Linked DNA regions of Mus musculus: region 1 is linked to region 2. The links are chromatin contacts, called in public HiChIP or PLAC-seq maps. All regions are on one chromosome and are shown on one strand. Each heading gives the region's core, a stretch centred on a gene start, on an enhancer-like site or on the middle of the called end of the contact. The rest is flanking DNA. Distances are from core to core; before and after follow the strand shown.

Evidence for each region. HiChIP or PLAC-seq counts read pairs in DNA pulled down with a chosen protein or histone mark.
Region 1: a BATF HiChIP or PLAC-seq map of CD8 T cells shows a contact between it and region 2, with 15 read pairs. The contact joins two enhancer-like sites. A contact is called at or near these places in 6 of 39 promoter capture datasets (the 3T3-L1 cell line, 3T3-L1-derived adipocytes, the HPC-7 cell line and 3 more), 1 of 15 datasets of contacts at CTCF or cohesin (CD8 T cells), 23 of 484 Hi-C or Micro-C datasets (CD4 T cells, CD8 T cells, DN3 thymocytes and 12 more) and 4 of 115 datasets of contacts at active chromatin or transcription factors (CD8 T cells, the HPC-7 cell line, bone marrow-derived macrophages and 1 more).

What each region holds. Positions count from the first base shown.
Region 1 is chr10:111,213,455-111,216,173 of GRCm38.p6, reverse strand. The region is part of intron 2 of Osbpl8 (oxysterol binding protein-like 8); the gene reads right to left. Among named protein-coding and RNA genes, the nearest start is that of Gm51266, 29 kb to the right of the region's middle. Within about 2 kb of position 1,318, at least 26 of the 459 cell types and tissues checked have an H3K27ac peak or open chromatin away from gene starts, as enhancers often do. A contact at or near this core is called in CD8 T cells and liver, where this site is marked.
Region 2 is chr10:111,179,420-111,182,119 of GRCm38.p6, reverse strand. All of the region lies in intron 1 of Osbpl8 (oxysterol binding protein-like 8), which reads right to left. It also overlaps the pseudogene Gm17849. Among named protein-coding and RNA genes, the nearest start is that of Gm51266, 4.9 kb to the left of the region's middle. Within about 2 kb of position 1,274, at least 33 of the 459 cell types and tissues checked have an H3K27ac peak or open chromatin away from gene starts, as enhancers often do. A contact at or near this core is called in CD8 T cells and liver, where this site is marked.

The DNA.
Region 1 (2,719 bases), core at 69-2,568, 34 kb before region 2:
AACACTGTCACTTTCTGGTCAGAAAACAACCCTTATAACCAAGCTTGGTTCTGCAAGTCTGCAATCACAGCTACTTAGGAGCCTGAGGCAGGAGGATTACAAATTCAAGGTCTGCCTAGGTTATAGAACGAGTACAAGGCCAGCCGAAAGAACTTAAGCAGACCCAGATCTCACCTCCAAATGTACACACAGAGTGTACAGAAATGGGCAGAGCACTTCCTAGCTGGTATAAGGGCCCATGCTCAATCTCCACCAGAGCAAGGGGTATGGGAAAAGGGAAGACGGGTAAGTCCTGAAGATTCTGCTCAAAAGCTGCTGCTTCAGAAGACTCTTTGTATGCCCCTCCTTCTCCAGGCTGCCACTCTCCCTTCCTACTCTCCCTTCCTCCCCACACTGACTGTCTCTCACCATCCCGACCTTACTCCACTGCACTGAGAATGGGCCTGTGCCCTGCTGTGTTCACTGATGCTGTCCTCATGCTCACCTGCAGCCAGGTCTTAGGGAGGCCTGCTCTCAAGTGAGGGCTCCTCCTCTCACATCATCTAAAACTAGCCGGCACATCTGACACACAAAGAATTAACAGACTATAAGTAAGAACTCTATTTTTACTGCTTTAAAGCAACAAAAAAATCTGACATATTATAGACATTCAATAAATAATGAATGAATAAGCACATGAGTGAAAAGGGACTTACTAATTATTATAATCTTAACAAACAGTGAGGTTCTTAGTGTTATTTCTGGTAGGGGATATGGGAGGTGCTCATGGCAGAGTGCAGGTGGGGTCTAGGACAACTCTGTGGAGTCACTTCCCTCCTGTCACCTTTACGTGGGTTCTGAGAATCAAACACAGGCCGTCAAGTTCACGGAGCAAGCCCTTTCTCCAGTAAGCCTCCTTACCAGACCCATGTAAGAAATTTCTTATGTGTCCTTTTCTGCATTCCTATCTGCTAAACAGATTAGTTCAACTTTTCTAAGACGAGTAAAACTTGCCTAGCCTCTTTTATTTCCAAAATGTTAATATATTGCACATCTAATGTCTTGAAAGGAAGCATAAGCCAAATAAACCCCGATCATTATTCATCATTGAAGGAGTCAAAACAGGAGCTAAAACGAGAACCTGGGAGCCAGGAGCTGATGCAGAGGTCATAAGAGACTGTTGCTTACTGGCTTGCTCTCTGTGGCTAGGCCATCCTGCTTTCTTATAGAACTCAAGATTACCAGCTCAGGGATGGCAGCACCCACAATGGGCTGGGCCCTCCACATCAATCACTGTTCAAGAAAATGCCCTACATGTTTACCTACAGCGAGATCTTAGGGAGGTGTTTTCTCAATTGAGGTTTCCTCCTCTCACATGACTATAGTTGTGTCAAGCTGATCTAAAACTACCCAGCACATCTAATATGACACACAAAGAATTAATATACAGTATAAGAACTCTATCTTTTTTTTTTTTTTTGTCTTAAGGCATGTAGACCAGGGTAGCCACAACACAGACACTGCCTCAGTCCTACAAACATCCTCAGCTGTCATCAACAACACAGCTGGATTCTTCCCACTATTCTAAACTCATTTGTAGTGATGGAGCATAACTGGTAATTCTTCTGGAACTGGTAGTTTCTTGTCATAACTAAACCCACCCCCCTTCATCAAAGTACTTACACAGAGAGAAGCTCAAAAACTCATCAATATGATTTCTTACTCTAAATAATGTCTTTTAAATGGTGGGGCAACAGAAAGAAAATTGTGGTCATAAAGCAAAGAAATGTCCCAACTGCCCATGAAAGACTTAAACCTACAAACCCGACCATTGACGTCATGAAATCTTTTCCTCTAAATCTGACTCAATCAACCAGTTACTTGGAAAGGTTATAGAAACAATACAACCAAAACCACTTGTCATACCACAATCACACCAGGTGAGATATGAGAACCGGTTATATTAGAAATGCAGGTTAGTAAACATTTCAGTAGATCTTACAATGTAAGCTTAACCTCAGGATGGGTTTGAACCATTTTAATTTTCAGTGTAAAAGAACTTAGCTTACCTGGAATTTCACCTAGAAAATTATATGCATTGTTTACACAGATCCGTGAATTTTATGTTGGAGGGAGGGAGGGAGGAAGGGAGAGAAGAAATGAGTCAGGACCAAGATATGAATGAAGACGTAATAACAAATTTCTTCTCAGTTCCTAGAAGTCTATTCTCTTTCTAAAAATTATAGCATAAAAATAATGGCAAAGTATACCTTGCTGAATATTACAAAGCCATAGACAAGATTGCTAATGCTATGGAAATATTGATTTCTGTGACTCATAAATCTACAACAGACAAGAACGTAGTTACTTGTTCTCCAAGCCTCAGAAACCACGTGGTGCCCAGTATCAAATGAATACCAGCCACAAAGACACAATTAGCTTTGAGAGAATCAAACTCTGGGAAGTGGTCATGTCACACAAAATTTTCAAAATGTGCACTACATTAGCTACTGAATACAAAATACTTTAAAAGGGTGGTTAAGAGAGTATGTGTAATACAGATGAGCTTATGACATAAAAATATGTCTTTGCATACAATGACAAGAAAAACAGTTAGAATATCTGTACTTTAAATCTCAGCATTACCCTTTGCCTGGCTAAGGGACCTTACTCAAATGGCCCTTTGAGGATCTCACTTTCTTCATTTCTACAGAGAATATTTACTTCATGGTATTATAGA
Region 2 (2,700 bases), core at 25-2,524:
GGGAGGGGGAAGGGCAGAAGGGAGGGAGAGAGAGAAAGAGAGAGAGAAAGAGAAAGAAAAAGCCAAACATCAAAAGGCCTACAGCAAGAAATCAAAATCTTTCTTTAAAAGACTTACTTTTTTTAAAAAAAATTATTGTATTTTTTTACATTTCAAATGTCATTCCCTTTCCTGGTTTCCCCCCTGCAAACCCTCTATCACATCTCTCCTTACCCTGCTTCTGTGAGGGTGCTCCCCACCCACCCTCACTCCCAACTCACTGCCCTGGCTTTCCCCTACACTGGGGCATCAAGCCTTCACAGAACCAAGGGCCTCCCCTCCCATTGATGCCAGATAAAGCCCCTTCAGCTCCTACAGTCCTTCCCCTAACTCCTCCATTGGGGTCCCTGTGCTCAGTCCGATGGTTGGCTGCGAGCATCCGTATCTGTAGTGGTCAGAATCTGGCACAGCCTCTCAGGAATCAGGCTCCTGCCAGCAATAGTGTCTGGGTTTGGTGTCTGAATGTGGGATGGATTCCCAGGTGGGACAGTCTCTGGATGGCCTTTCCTTCAGTCTCTGCTCCACACTTTGTCTCTGAATTTCCTTTAGACAGGAGCAATTCTGGGTTAAAGTTTTGAGTGGTTCCATCCCTCAGCTGGGGGCCATGCCTAACCTCTGGATATGGTCTTGACAGACTCTCCCTCCCCTTTGTGGGGTATTTCAGCTAACGTCATTCCCATGGGGTCCTGAGATTACTTTTATTTTTAATTGTTTGTGTGTGTAGGTGCTCAAAGGCCAGAAAGGGCTTTGGGTCATCTGGAACTGAAGCTACAGGCCATAATAAATTGCCCGACTTGGGTGCTGGAAACCATACCCAGTTCGTATGCAAGTACAGAGGACTTACGCTTCTGGGACCCAGGTTTAAAGTCACTTTCACCGTCTACGAATGCCTATCAAGAGGTCTGAGGATACTGCTCTAAATTTGGTAACCTTGGAAAGGCCCTCTGGAAGGCACTGGAATGTTCCGGCTGTTGAGAAGATGAGTATTCCAAACAGAGAGGAATTGATTTGTTTGACCAATCTGACCTAGCCTAAGCTACAGACAGAAGAGCCAAGCTGACCAGTTGACCAGTATTTGACTGGCCATAAAGATTCCCACGTGGCTAACCAGGTCCTCAGGATAAGCAGGACCTCTTAGGGCTTACAAGGGAGAGAGAGATAAGCCCCATCCAGGCTTCAATGTGGTATAGATCTTCCTAGAGGCAGGGAGCAGGTGGCAGTGAGCCCTCCTTGATTTAGTAGCCACTAGAGGGCCCCTATCCAGGACTACTGTTGGATGGTTATAATGTGTGTGGGAATGCTGCTGAGGCTGAACCCCTAGCTCCTGGAGCCGTGAGGGGCTTTGAGCACTGGACTAGGGATAATCTGGGCAGCGTTCCTCAGACTCTCCCTGATGGCAGCTTCAATCTGCTCTTGACAAGTCCAGAGGCAGTCCACTTCACTGTCTCTGATCCCTGCTGACAGCTCTATGAATTTGTTCCCAGATGTGCAGCAAGCATCCAGGCCTTGCACTGCAGCCTACTACAATCATGGATGGCCAATACATAGCAAAGGTGTAATTAGTAGCACAGAGGGCCAAAAAAGGTCTGAGCGTGCTTTCTGACCATGGTCTGTTGGTCACTAGGCGGAGTCTTGTAGAGACAGGTCCAGGAAATTAGATGCAACTGCAGCAGCCAGGGCCTATTTGAGCTGCCTTCCCCAAGCCCCGTAACTCCCACTTCCACAACTGACAGGGAGATTCTGCTTGATGTGTGTGTGGTCTTATGTGGCTTGGAGGACACCAACCAGCGAATTCTACCAATGAGCTGTACCTGACCTTTCTGTGGTAGGGATGCAGGGCAGGCGGAGAGCAATCCAGATAGTTCACAGACAGGGGAAGGCTTCCTCCTTACAGCACTGTTCCTCATACTCCTCCAGTATCAGAGTGCCAGCACCTTCCACACCACGCGTGCATCTTGGTCTCTGGATGTTCACTCCAGAGTATGAAGTGCAGGGCATGCAAGTGCTCCTCCAGGCACAGCAAGCTACAGGATATACTGGTCCCTGAGCAGATGCTCACCCGTAAAGAGCCAAGAGTCTAACCAGCCTGGAGGGCCATGAAGGGTACCCTAGCAACACAGCAGCTCCATACCAAGGCAGTTCACAGGTAGAACATAAATATGGGCTTGTGAACCCAAGAAATCCTAAAACAGTAATCACAACTCTTAAACTGTGCTTGGCAATACACATCTATAATACCAGACAAGCCAGAGGCAAGAGTTCAAGGAAGCCAGGGATAAGGTACACATCTTCAAACACAGCACTTTGAAGGCAGAGGGAACTTCCTGGGCAAGCTGGTCTACAGACCAAGTTCTAGACCAGCTAGGGCTACACAGTAACACCCTGTCACCCTCCCTCTCATCCCTCAAAAACAGTCAGAGCCATCCTTGACTGCATGCAAAGTCTGAGAGCAGCCTGGTCTACAGGCTACATGGTATCTCGCTTTGGTGCCTAGGAGTTAGGGGTCAGCGGCAGACAGACTCTTATTAAATTCTCATGCCTCTGATGATCCAATCCTTTTCCCCAGTACTATCTCTCTGCTGCCCACTCTTTTCACACATTTCCCCCAGGTACAGTGAATTCTTTCAGTTCCTAGCAAAGACCCTGCCAGAAATATTTTTT